Regions from separate parts of the Macaca mulatta genome. Here region 1 is linked to region 2. The links are chromatin contacts, called in public Hi-C maps. All regions are on one chromosome and are shown on one strand. The core of a region is the stretch at or near the end of the contact, and the rest is flanking DNA. Distances in the headings are between cores, read along the strand shown.

What was found. Hi-C and Micro-C count contacts between places; a contact is called where the count stands out from the background.
Region 1: a contact with region 2 is called in a Hi-C map of fetal cortex germinal zone, with 3 times the contacts expected there. The contact joins the enhancer-like site here to the promoter of TBL1XR1 in region 2. A contact is called at or near these places in 2 of 14 Hi-C or Micro-C datasets (fetal cortex germinal zone and fetal cortical plate).

Annotation. Positions count from the first base shown.
Region 1 is chr2:89,801,316-89,808,356 of T2T-MMU8v2.0, forward strand. All of the region lies in intron 1 of LOC106996985 (a long non-coding RNA gene), which reads left to right. Among named protein-coding and RNA genes, the nearest start is that of TBL1XR1, 630 kb to the left of the region's middle. Within about 2 kb of position 5,011, at least 8 of the 40 cell types and tissues checked have an H3K27ac peak or open chromatin away from gene starts, as enhancers often do. A contact at or near this core is called in fetal cortex germinal zone and fetal cortical plate, where this site is marked.
Region 2 is chr2:89,172,834-89,179,479 of T2T-MMU8v2.0, forward strand. It overlaps TBL1XR1 (TBL1X/Y related 1), which reads right to left and starts at 2,353. Exons shown (of 18, transcript XM_077994184.1): 1 at 1,987-2,353.

The DNA of each region.
Region 1 (7,041 bases), core at 3,761-6,260, 630 kb after region 2:
TGGAGCCAGCCAGCCTTGGTTTCAATACTTGTTCTGTCATTTACTTGTGGTATGATCTTGGGAAAGTTACCAAATGCCTGAGTTCCTCAGTTTACTTATCTCTAATATGGGATGAAAATGACAGTGTCATCTCTTACAGTTGTTGTTAGGATTCAATGGTGATAAGTTCTCAGTATGATGCTGGCCCATAGTAAGTGCTGTATGTGTTGATCATCTTATTGTATATCCCAGCTCTTAAAATACAAAGGTTGTCTTGAAGACAATTATTCATCTTCTCATTCTTTTTTCCCCACTAGCCTCTAGCTAAGTTGGAAGTGTGTAGTAATAAGGCCAGATGACTAAATGGAAAGCAAAAGTTACCTTTTAAGCATAAGCAAAATTATGAACAATCTATAGAGTAATTAAAGTTGTGATTCAGTAATAACAATTTAAATAAATTTATCAATAGCAAATGTAAAAATAATTTTAATCAAGAATTAGTTTTAATCAAGAAAATTTCAGATTTTATTTTATTATTCATTTATATTTTATATCTATGAATCTGTTTATTTATGTTCGTGAGGACCTGTTTGGTCTGAAGGTAATTTAAGACAGCTTACAAAGATGCATATTATATATAGTAAAATGATATTAAATTTAAATTAATAGGAAAAGTTAGATAAATGGAAAACAAAGGTAGAAAAGAAGGAGATGGTGTTTTGAATGTGAAATTGTATCTTGAATCCCCCACGCTTGCTACAGGTGGTAATGAGAGTGGTAATATAATTCACGAAGATGATTGTGTAAAACAAACTGGTTGCTTAGGCAGAGGACATTCATTATTGACATGGTGATAAGAGTAGTTTCTGCCATATTGCTCAGTTTTAGTATTCACCAGAATATTAAGCATTAAACTTGAATATTAAACCAGACTTGGAATATGGTCTTTAATAAATTCATGCAGTAACTGTTTATTGAAACAGTTTCTGACCCACAGAAATTATTGTGTTGGGTGCTACAGAGAAGAAAGACATGTCTCAAACTATCCCTGCTCTCAAATAATATGCATTAAAGAAAGAATATAAGTAATACATTAATAAACTATGTTCATCAGGAGGCTAAAGCCAGAGAATCACTTGAGGCTAGCAGTTCAAGACCAGCCTGGGCAATATAGTGAGACCCTCTGTCTAACAACAGCAACAACAGAAATTAGCTGGGCATGGTGGTGCACAGCTGCAGTCCTAGTTTCCTGGGAGGCTGAGGCAGGAGGACTGCTTGAGCTCAGGAGTTTGAGGCTTCAGTGGCCTATGATCTGTCACTCCAGCCTAGGTGACAGAGAGAGACACTATCTTTAAAAAAATAAATACAGGCCAGGCGCAGTGGCTCGTGCCTGTAATCCTAACACTTTGGGAGGCTGAGGTGGGTGGATCACTTGTGGTCAGGAGTTTGAGACCATCCTGGCCAGCATGGTGGAACTCTGTCTCTTCTAAACATACAAAATTTAGCTGGGCATTGTGGCATACGCCTGTAATCCCAGCTACTTGGGAGGCTGAGGCAGGAGAATGGCTTGAACATGGGAGGCGGAGGTTGCAGTGAGCCAAGATCATGCCACTTCACTCCAGCCTGGGCACCAGTAAGTGAGACTCTGTCTTAAAACAAACAGACAAACAAACAAATAAACAAACAAACAAAGTTCAAAGTAGATAGTAACGATGAGAGGTACACGTGTGGTGTTAAAAGAAGCAATTTATATCTTAGCACAATCTGTGGACCACCCCACAAGAAGATATTGTAACAAGTAAAACCTTTATACTTTCTAATACATTAACTCTTTTAATTTCTTAATGGTGGCTTTTAAATACTTAATGATTCTTTAATGTGGATTTCAAAAGCGAGACAGTGCAGTATCCATGCATAGCCACCCAGGACTACTAAAGGTCACAGTGGAGAAGACTTGTCAAAATATTATAATCCTATGGATAATTCTATCCTTTAACTCTGTATGCAATTTAGATCATAAACTTGCAAAGTGGATGCCAAGCCTCATATTAGTCCTTCATCTCAAGTTGTCAAAAATTGATTTCACCAAGTTCAGAGAGAGAGAAAGTAAAGCAAAAATGGACTATTTTCCTAAAGGGTATGTGCATACTATCTATACATTCATTCAACATTATTAAGCATTTAGTATATCATGGGGATGGTACTGGGCATGGAATTATAACAAAAGTAAAATTTTTTTATTTTCCTCAAGGAAAATAATTTATTGTTTAGGTGGAGAGACAGATTTATAAACAAATAGTTATGACAATGAGAGAAGTACCGATAGACATTTGTAAGAAAGGAAAAGCCAAGCTCTGCCTAGCAGGATAGAGAAAAGGCCACATTGAACTGGCGTTTGAATTGCCTTTTGAAAGATGTGCATTTTGCCAAGTGGAGATTGTACAACATCAATGATATTCATCCTGGTTAGGAAATATTCTTGGAGCACCTCCCAGCCTATCATTCTAATATTTCCTGAGTACCTACCAAGGATTCGGTGTGGGATTAGGTGATGGGGTAATTATAAAGAAATAGAAGTCTTGCTACTCATCTTCAGAATGTTTACTCATAAGGAGTAGTAAATTTCCCCACACTTTCAACAGTGATTAAGAGGTCATGACCGTCAGTCCTAACTAGTGTGTCACATCATAAATTCTGTAGATTAGAGAGCACGATCATGCAATTCACAGACACCATGGCAAGCCTCACAGCTGGGGTAAGGCTTAATCTGTTCCTCGAAAACTGGGATGAGGTTTGGATATGGGAGAGAGAATGCTTTGACAGTCAAGTCACAAACCTGTATTGAGGGCCTACCATGTGTCAGGCTCGTGAATAAAGAAGCAGCATGGGAGTGGGGAGAAAACTGGGATTGAGGATACATGGATTTGTGGAAAAACCTGGCTGGACCAGTGAGTTTGAGGTGAGGGATGGTGGGAAATAAATATAGAGTGAAACGAGTTTGGGCAAGAAAACTGCTGCTAGATTGAAAGGTGCTCTAAAAGACAGGCAGTGGCTTTTGGGTTTGGCATTTATGAAAATGGGGAGTCACCAGAGGTTTTTGTGTATGGGAGAGACTGCTGAAAGAAGTACACAAATAAAAGTAACCTTCTTTATGGGATGTTACATTGGAACAGCTGGAAGGGCTTGTAGAGATCCCTTCACTCACTAGCCCATCTGAATACCCTTCAGACGGCTGTCATTTGACTGAAAAGGCAATGCAGGCTCACAGAGGTGATAGGATTTGCTTAAGACAAATAGAGTAATCTTGTCTCCATTTCAGGCTCCTTCTTTCTATCTTAACAGTGCGTGTGTTCCAGGCTGGGTGGATGGACAGTAAAGGGAGCAGGAACATCCTCGTCCAGGACCAGCCAGGCTGAATGAGAGGGCAAACAGGAAGCAGCATTGACCCAGATTATGTTACAGCCATAGAAAGAACATATTAGAACTCAAAGAAGACCTAAATGCCATCCAGCCTCATCCTATTGCTTTGCAGAGAGGGACAGTTGAGGACCCAGAGGGAAAGTTACTCACACAACATAGCGATCTAATGGTCTGACTTTAAGTCCAGCTATTTTCTCTCTGTCAAGCTCCCTTCCTCCTTCAGATTCTATGTGTTGATGGGCTCTATTTTCTGTTCCCAGCTAGTTACCTGTTCATGCACTATACCCCTTGGGTCCTCTGTTAAAGACGGACTTAGTTATTTAGATACCTGTGCTGCTGATGTATTTACCACATCTATTCTGTTCTTAGGTTGCATGTTGTATGCGTGTGTGTGTGTGTGTGTGTGTGTGTGTGTGTGTGTGTGTGATGTGCTATGAAAAGAAAGCTAAGGGAGGCATACGGAAGATTGCACCAGAATGACGTTGTACCTTTATCCAAAAGAGCCATACTTTCCTTCATTCTTCCTCCTCCCCAGAAGGAGACCAGTTCTTATAGCTGCAGAGAAGGGTAGGGAATGACAGTAGGAGAGAGGCATTGCTAGAGTCAGAGGCACAGGTGGCATGAGAAGTGCAGACCAGTCAGAAACGACAAGACCCTTCACACTCTTGCCCTCAGCCCTGTGCTCTGGAATCCTCTCTCTGATCCTGATCATGATTGTGTAAGGGTAAGAGGTTGGGAGGAAGGAACCTCAGCAACATCTCCTCTCTTGCCCTTCTGAACTCTGGAAGCCACGTTGTTTTCCGAGAGAGGTGGAGGAGGTCAGGGACTACCTAATATCTGGTGCTGCTGGAGAAGATGCTTTCCAAATGAACAGTTAAGAAGAGTGATGAAGGTACTAAAGAAATTTAGCCACAAAAGCACTTGCAATTAGTGTTAAAAGGCAGTTGGAACAGATACTTAGATTTGGTAATTTAAAAAAGTAAAGGCACACCTATATGAATAAAGTTCTGAGTAACCTCTCCCCTGCTCCTAAGAATTCGGCACATTTCTTTAACTGTGGCCTGAATAACGAATGGAGATGTACATTTTAGCCTTCAGGGATCAAATGAGTCCTTAAAGAAACAACAGGCCTCTACATAACTGAGGGAAGATCAATATAAAATTATTTCTGAGTGTAAATCATCAAATGTAGTTGAACAATTAAATTACCTTATTGGAACTGTGGTTGTTCTAGCAAATATTTTTTTCACAGTAGGAAATTCTGGAATGCACACTTAAGGCCATTCAGCTATTTACATGCTAGTGTACATTTATTATTAATATGCACATTGAAATATTTTTTCTCATTTAAGGTATATGTTTATGTTTATAATAGAGTGAATATCCCTGAACTCCATTCACGTAACTGTACAGTATTTTTTCATTCATTTAAACTGAGTTAAGATTTATCTATATACTTTATATTTTAGATTTGGGGAAAGCTAAGCAGCAGAAATATTATAACATAGACAATGGTATTAACATATTCAGATCTACAACTCAGCCCTCACTGCTTTACACATGTAATTAGGTTGTTTCCATGGTAATGATCTAATTATGGGCTTCTCCTTGGCCTTGTGTAATCACATTTGCTGCATTTTGGCAGAGATGTTTGCCTTATTTTGTTGAACTGCAACACTTGACAAGATGTTCTCTCTTAAGATGAATAGTGATTTTTCTTGGGAGACAAAAACAAAAAACGAAATAACACCATCAAAGGTGATTTGAGAGGGATTATAGGTATTTGACAAATCATGACAGTAATAAAATATCTATCACCTTTGAAAGCATATTCTATTTTCATCTTTGTGTGTGTTATTACTGATGGAAATCATAGGAGGTTCTCGTTTTAAGAAACCATGTGTGCTATTTAAATATATGATTTTCATGGGGCCTAGAGGCTTGAAGGAAAAGAAATGTTAGGCCAGAGAAGAGAAAGCTCCTGAGAGCTTTGTAGAAAGAGAACTGGAGGCTGCATTCAGTGAGAATATTATATTGCAATTGACAAAGCTATTCATGAAAATATATTTGATTATGGTTGCCATGGCAGTAGGAAACACCTGAAAAAAAATCAATTAAGACTTATCTTGGCAGGGATGCAAACGCAATCCCTTATGCACATGCGGAAGAAGACAGGAGATGTAAATACTTGCAGAAAGACAGCTTTATCATCACGTGGTCCCCTCAGAAAAACCCTGGAATATGAGAAAAATAAAAGTTTAGCTCTTTTATCTGCATAAAATAACACTGTGCTATAAGGCATTTCTTTACAGGAAATTCATCCTTACAGTGGAAAGGATGCATATAGTGGGTGGTGCAGGCTTGTTGTTTTAGGGTTAGCAAGAAGGTGTATGGGCTCCAATGTCACAGTGCCCAAGGTCCTGATACCTGGTGTTCAGGGGCTAGGAATTCAAAGCTTTCTTCTTTAACTATTATGGAGACAGCTCCAAATCCAAAAGTAGTGGACCAGATCTCTAAGAGCCCAGAATGTTGAAACTGCTTTCTGAGTATCATTTTGTGGGAATAGGGTGGGTGAGTGTAGTTTTTGCTAACCTAATTTATTAAACGGCATAGATATAGCATGATGCTTGGGAATAATAATGATAATGACCTGATTTTCAATTTGTAGCAAACCAACCCCTATGAAATATTATATGGCTTTGTTTTAAACTTACATAGTGTTATTTTCCCAGGGGGAAAATGATATTCATGGGATATTTAGTAATTGTTTATAGGCAATTAACAAGACATTTTTAATTTAATATATTTTTTGAAAAAATATTTATTTAATAGTTACCATGTGTCAAGCATGGTACAAAGGCCTGGGAATACAGCAATGAATCAGAAAGACATGATTGCTGCTCTCAAGTTTTTTTATCATTTTGTAGAGAAAGTGGCAAAAACAAACAAATAAACAAACAAACAAGACCAATTTCATTTCTGCCCTAAGCAGTGTTAAGTAGGGAAATATAGGGTCCAAGGAGAGCAAAGAGGAGGGTGGTGTCTGACAGGGTGACATTCATCTAGCAGAGGGAACAGGGACCAAACACAACATGGAACATGGACCCGACATCACAGATCAACACCGAACAGGACAGTGTGATGGGAGCCGGTGGAGTATAAGTGGGAATGATGAGTGGTGAGACAGGCAGGCAAGCAAGATCACAGAACTGAAGTGCTGGTAAACTACATTGACAAGCTTGGCCCCTCAGCACAACCAGAACCCATTCAAAAGTGTCAAGCAAAGGAGCAACACAGCCTGATTTGCAATACCTGCTGCTGTTAGCTTTAGTGGTTTTGAAGCAGTGATTTTGGAAAAATCAATCCAATGATTTTCATTCTGAAGTATTTTGGCTGCTAACTGGGACTTTCATTGTGTGGTCTAAGGTGAGTTACTTTACCTCTCTAGCATCCTGTGTTTTCCTCTACATGGGCCCTTTTACCTGTTTCTCTATGATGCGATTTCTCAGTTGTGTTTGTTTTTTGTTGACAGACAGACTTGCTTACAGTGTGACTACACATGCACCCAGGAGTGAATTATCTTTGATTACTTGGAGTTCTGTCCTATCCACCAGCTGGCTGATCTAAAACCTTTTAAACTCC
Region 2 (6,646 bases), core at 1,103-3,602:
AAAAATAGTTACTTATGAATTTAATGATTGTGATTACGTACATCTCAGTGCAGGATAGGGCTGGAAAAAAAAATATTCCAAACAAGAAAACCTGGATTTAATAGCAAGAAGCCTAATCACACATCACACGCCTAACCGCTCTCAGGCATAGTTTCTTCCTGCAGCCCCTCCCCCACAGGTAAATGCTAACTATTTCTAGAACTCTCAACAATTTGGGAAGCTTGCCATCAACTCCCAGGACACCACCCAACATACACCATGTTTTCGGGGAGACAAAGGTGCCTCAGACTATAAACTTATTAAAATGGTGAGAACATACAATCCCAGGAAGTCAGCATTACTAAAATACATCAATGTAGCATGGGTCTTATTTTAACAAAAATGAAAATGAATCACACTGGAAAACCCAAACAGTCACTCATTGTTATCTTCAACGTGTAATCGAAATTATTTATTCCAAGTTGTTTCAGGTAAGTGGATGAAGACACCACGAGGGCCTTATTATTATCCAAACTGGAGAAGGAGCCTTTAGGAAAAAAAGGAGGGGGAAGAAGATCACTTAATTACATGAGGTGGGGGGTGGAGAAACCATTCAGTCTTAAAATTCAGACTAAAAATAACCTGTCATTTTCACCCACTACATTTTATTAACAAGTTTGTTTAGATCAGCATACGGTTCCTGTTTGGAAAACAAGAAAGTGAACAGTAAACTTTCCTAAGTCAACTGCAAATCACATAGGTACTAAAACTCTTCACCCCCGGTGCCTGCACAGTCCAAGATTTTAAGTAAACTCCAGACATTGAGAACACCTAATTTCTAACTAGTTTCCAACATTTCTCATTTGTAATCACCAAATTATCTTAGAGACACTTAAGACAATCCAACAAAGAGAGCATTTTTTCAAAGCCACAACCCAAATTTTACATGAAACACACCATTTTCACAACCTAAATTTAATCCCGGTTACCAATGCGAAGTGATGCCTGCTTCAGCAAATTAAGAACTTCCAAAAATACTGAACACGTTAACGCATGGATGGCTTCCCTCGAGCTGCCATTTAAGATTAATATTCCACTTAAATAAAAGTCTGCTTCTGTTCAAAAAATTAAATCGGTTGCAAAGAGGAAGTTACCGAGAAACCACCCTCACAACGTGGCCTTTACACTGTCAGAAAATAACGTGACTCTGTGCCACCCAAAACTTACCAGGAAGCTGACAATAACTTTGCCAATTCTACACTCCTGAACCCAACTTCAAAGAATCTCCACCAAATACCTCCTTAAGACGATAGAAAGCACTAAGTTACAAATAAACACGTCCCGGAGCAAGGCCTGGCTGCCGCGCGCCCCTCCCCCGGCCGGCGCCCCCGCCCCGGACGCGCGGCCCCAACAGCCGCCCGCAGCCCCTAGCACGCCGGCCGGGGTCGCCGCGCCCGGGCCGGGGACGCGCCTGGGGAGGGGAGATTTCCATTGCCGCCCGAGGTTTCACAAAATAGCATACACCGAAAAGCTCCTTCTCCTCTGCTAAAAATAGGCTATAAAGGAGTCGGCCTCATGATGGCTCCTTGATTCAATTTGCTGCAAATCCTTTCCTAAAAGCCTCCCCCCCCCATACACACACGCACAAAAAGGGGGTGTAAATGCACGAAGGGAGGAAGAGGGGGAGAAGGCCGAGGTGCACATTTTCGGGGACAACATAATTAGGGTGAGGATCCCCCGAGACCAGGAAAGGGTAGGGGGTGGGCAGGCACGTGAGCATTTCAAAGAAACCTGAGAGAGGAAAACGGGGGGATGGGGGCGCCCCAAGTGCCCTCCCTGCCTTCCCTCCCCCCACGCAAGCCCAGTTCCCCCAAGGGCCAAGTTGAAAAATGCATGTTCCACTCGCGCCCATCCCCCGCGGCCCAGCGCCCCCGGCCGCCTCTGGCCCGCGCCCCCCGCCCAGGCCCGCGACCGCCCCCACTCCGGGGTCCGGCCCCCAGCGCTTACCTGGAAACGGTGGCCTCCAACGCCGCTCCCCCCTCCCGGGAATGGAGGCACTAGGAAATTCCCCTCCTCGCCGCCGCCGCCACCGCCTCCAACCACCCCCAAAATAACCCCTCCGGGGGGTGAGAGGCAATTATAACCCCAGCGAGCGGAGGGCGCGGGGGATGGGCGCCGGGAGGGCGGGGGCGGGGAGCGCGGCGCGGGTCCCCAGGTGGCGAGCGGAGGTGCTCCCGCCGCTGGGGGAGGGGCGGGGGCGCACGCGGCCGGCGGCGGGGGGAGGCGGCGCGCGGGGGAAGGGCGCGAGCGGGGAGAGGAATTGAGGCAGAAGGTAAAAGCTGTTACTAAGGGAAAGAGCCAAACGGTTCGGAGCAGCCAACGGCTCAGACACTCAACACTAGGGAGAGAGGAATGGGGACCAGCCAGGCACAAATGAGCTCGCGAGGCCCGCGGCGGCGGCGGCGGCGGCCGCGCAGCAAAACAAACCCGAGCGGCCTGCGCCGGGCGGGCGGGCGAGCGGGCGGGCGCGCGGGGGAGGGGCCGGCGGGGGAGGGGCGCCGCGGACGCGGGGAGGCGGTGGCGGCGGCGGCGCGGCGGGGGGGGCTCCAGCTGCCGCGCTCCTCTCCCTCCCGGCCCGCTCCGGCGGCGCTGGGGGCTGGGCTGTGCGGCGCATTCTTTTTAAAAATCAGGCGAGCCCCGCGGGCACTCAAAGGCGCCTCGGGGCCCCGGGCCGCCCGCCCCGCCCCCACCGCCGCGGGCTGGCCTGAGTGTGCTCGGGTGTGGGCCGCTGGGCCCGAGACGGGTGGGGGCGGGGAGGCCCGCGCGGTGGCCGGGGTGGAGCCGCTGGCGAAGTTTCCCAAGGAGGCCGCGGGCTTCCGCGTGTCCTGGGGGCGGCCCGGCGGCGCTGGGGGCTGGGCGCACACGCGGCGGGCATGTGCGGGAGCGCGGCGCGGCATCATATGGACATTTGTTTGTGAAAATCTCTGTGCACACCTTTGTGTGCGTAAATACATATGGTTCTCGGAAGCGTACCTGGAAAGGTGCTTTATCTGTATTAAGCGACTTTCAAAATGTGATCCAGAGCACGGGATCTGGAGAGAAAACACGCACACAAGAAAGGATTTTTGATACTAAACACAAAGCTGTAATTGAAGTGTTTATGCCCAAATGTACTGTGAATCAAGCATATGGTGGTATTTATCATCTGGTGGGTCTGTTTGAAAGGTTTGGTCGATCAGTTCTTATTTCACAAAAATAAAATAATGTAACTAAATGTTTACTAAACATATACCTCCACGGTGGCATCCACAGTAGAAGTTTACCCACTTTGTATACTTTTTGCATGTGTGAAGCACAGCAAGGCTGTTTATAAAGTGTACCTTTGATAAGTGATAATGTGGGCAGTATGATTGAGGGGGGTCGTTTTTAAAGAAGGGAGGCACTTCAGGTTTTAAAGCAAATGGGGTGGTAATCTTTCTAAGACTTTCAGAAAGATGGGGTGGGGCGCTTCTTAGAGCTCTGTATAAGCTCAGGACTGGAGAAGCAGCCACCCTTTTAATTAAGATACCACTTGAAACCTTTTTGTTATTTCGGTTATTACTGCCTTCAAAGCAAAATAATATTTGCAGCTTTTTCTTAAAGGTGAAGGGTACTGTTTTCCTGCTCTCATCACAATATTTGAAAATAGATGTAGCGATCACTTTAAAGCGACTATCATTTCCTCTCAGTATCAGAAGCCTAAAGTTTTGCGACACACACACACACACACACACACACACACACTACTTGTAACTTGCACCAGTGTGGACTCCTGGTGGCCTAAAACGTTCAGTGATTAGACAGGTGGTTTCTTGGCTAAGGTCAATGTCTCTTTCCCCCAGGAGCCCTTGCTTGGGGGAGCTGCCAGAGGCCTTTCCTGAATGACCTAGTGGGGCAGGGAGCAGGAAAACCATCAGAGGAAAGGGAGTAGTGGGATTGGAAACTCCCTTCCAACCACCAGAAAGAGAGTTCAAAGCATATCAGTGGTGTGGCCTTAGAGCTATTTTGATGTATGAAAGTGGGAATGTTGGATTAAACAATGTCACCCGATGGGAATTTAGATAACTGCAGGTTTCCAAAACACTATGCAGAGTGTACAGGGAAACCGCACAAAGCAAGTTTTGCATTTCAATAGGCTTCTAAAGCTGAGGCTTGTTTACCTCAAAACTAACACCTTTCAGAAGACTTTATTTCAGAATTGAGAAGAGTATAGTATCTTCCTTTTTTTTTTTTTTTTTGAGTTGATTAATGGCATAGATATCACTAAACATACCCTGTCTTCAATAAATAAACCATCTCGGTGGAGCCACTCAATGAAACATATCTATTGGCTTAGATTATTTTTTAAGTTTCATATTGTGCTACCACGGGCGGGTCTTCTCCATACAGCAGTGACCGTAAAATCAAACCCCACTTTCAGTGAATGAGGACTTCTCAACCATACAGTTCTTAAGCGTCATATTCAAAGCTGCCTACCCCATGCTTTCTCCTTCCCCTAAATGACCTCTCTCCCTTATTCCACAAGGGAGGAGACACCCTCCTTCAGGTTCATAGGATCAGGCCTTCCAGCCTGAAGTTCTTATACCCTACACCAAGCTGCCTCCTAAAGTTGTTCAGCGTTAGTTGAGCCTCCTAACAATGATAATAATCCATGCATTTGTTTATATCCCTATAGTTTACAAGACATTTCTGTGCATAAATGACTGCATTTTAATATGAAGATCATCGAGTCTGGGGACTTATAAATTCATTGCAGTAAAATGTACTTTACTCACCACTGTTGGATCACACTAATTGAAGAGAGAGCAGGAGTACTTTTTTTTTCTTTGAGACGGCGTTTCGCTCTTGTCACCCAGGTTGGAGTGCAATGGCAGAATCTCGGCTCACTGCAACCTCCGCCTCCCGGGTTCAAGTGATTCTCCTGCCTCAGCCTCCCGAGTAGTTGGGATTACAGGCGTGTGCCACCACGCCCGGCTAATTTTGTATTTTTAGCAGAGATGGGGTTTCTCCGTGTTGGTCAGGCTGGTCTCAAACTCCTGACCTCAGGTGATCTACCCGCCTCAGCCTCCCAGTGTTGGGATTGCAGGTGTGAGCCACCGTGCCCAGCGACCTGGAGTGCTTTTAAACAAACAAACAGAAAAAATGGGGGCACCCAAATGTGGAAAGGCCTTGATTCCTCCAGCAAAGGGGGTTTTAAATCACATCACATTTTGATCCCTTTGATTTTATATTCTGGAAACTATCTGAAACAACAGTGTGGCTTCAACGTTAAATACTCAGAGAAATAAACCATCACTCAGAGATCACATGTATTGTCCCATCACCCTCTAGCTGTCCCAACATATCCAGCATAAAGGATCAGGGCTGCACCAAAATACAAGCAATGATTATACTCACTGGATGAGGAAAGGACAAAGAAGGAACTCTTGTTACTAATATTCAATACTGTGTCCTAATCTAAAACTCCCATTACACTTTGAATTAAATGTTAATGTGTTTCTAGAAAGGAGAGATTACTGTGTTATTAACAAATTGCAAAGCAAAGGAGCACATTAAGAAGTTCTCTACTGGGTGCCATGGCTCACACCTGTAATCCTAGCACTTTGGGAGGCTGAGGCCGGCGGATCATGAGGTCAGGAGTTCAAGACCAGCCTGGCCAACATGATGAAACTTCGTCTGTACGAAAAACGCAAAATGTTAGTCGGGCGTGGTGGCGGGTGCCTATAATCCCAGCTACTTGGGAGGCTGAGGCAGGAGAATCACTTGAACCCTGGAGGGGAAGGTTGCAGTGAACCGAGATCGCGCCCCTGCACTCCAGCCTGGGAGACAGAGCGAGACTCTGATTCAAAAAAAAAAAAAAAAAGTTATCTCTTGAACTTTCTAGCTAATTACTTAATGAAGAGAAATTTCATACCAGTAACTGTTATCAGAAGTTACATATGTATTATAAAATGGCTAAACAAATCCTGACTTGTTTTATTTCAGTAATATTTTCCCAAAGGGGTATGGCATGGCAAGATAGCCTACACCTTTGCAACTTTCATCGCTCAAGACATGAAATATTTTTTAAAGTTAAGCTGTTCAATCCCAGGACTACAGGGTCTCATTACTATATGTACTTTTAAATCATCATGATGTTTTAAATTGTTTACATTAGCTCATCTACATAAAGTATTTAAAACAAACTTAACTGTATAAAAAAGACATTTGATACCCAAAATATTCTCCTAGTGCTGTAACTCATTTTATATTCTTTACTCACCCTGGAATTCAGTGGCTTTACATCTGTAGCGTTTACCCCCAGGCGTCTTGCTGATACCCTGTGATGTTTCCGTTTCATTTTGACTTACCTTGTGCAATTCTTTGTGGTTCTTCCGAGATGAGGCACATGCCAACCACACATCTCGAGATCTCAGTACACAAGCTGCTTTTCTCCTTCAATGCATAGCATGTTTCTTGTGACCTTTCCTCAACAGTGTTAACCTTGTCACAGTTTTCCATGCTTCTATGACAACAATAAACTTTACTTGAGAGTCTTCATTTAAATTACAAAAGAAACATACAACTATCTTACAAGTATTTATGCCTCTCAGATAATGAAAATAGCAGGTTGTATCCTGCGATTGTG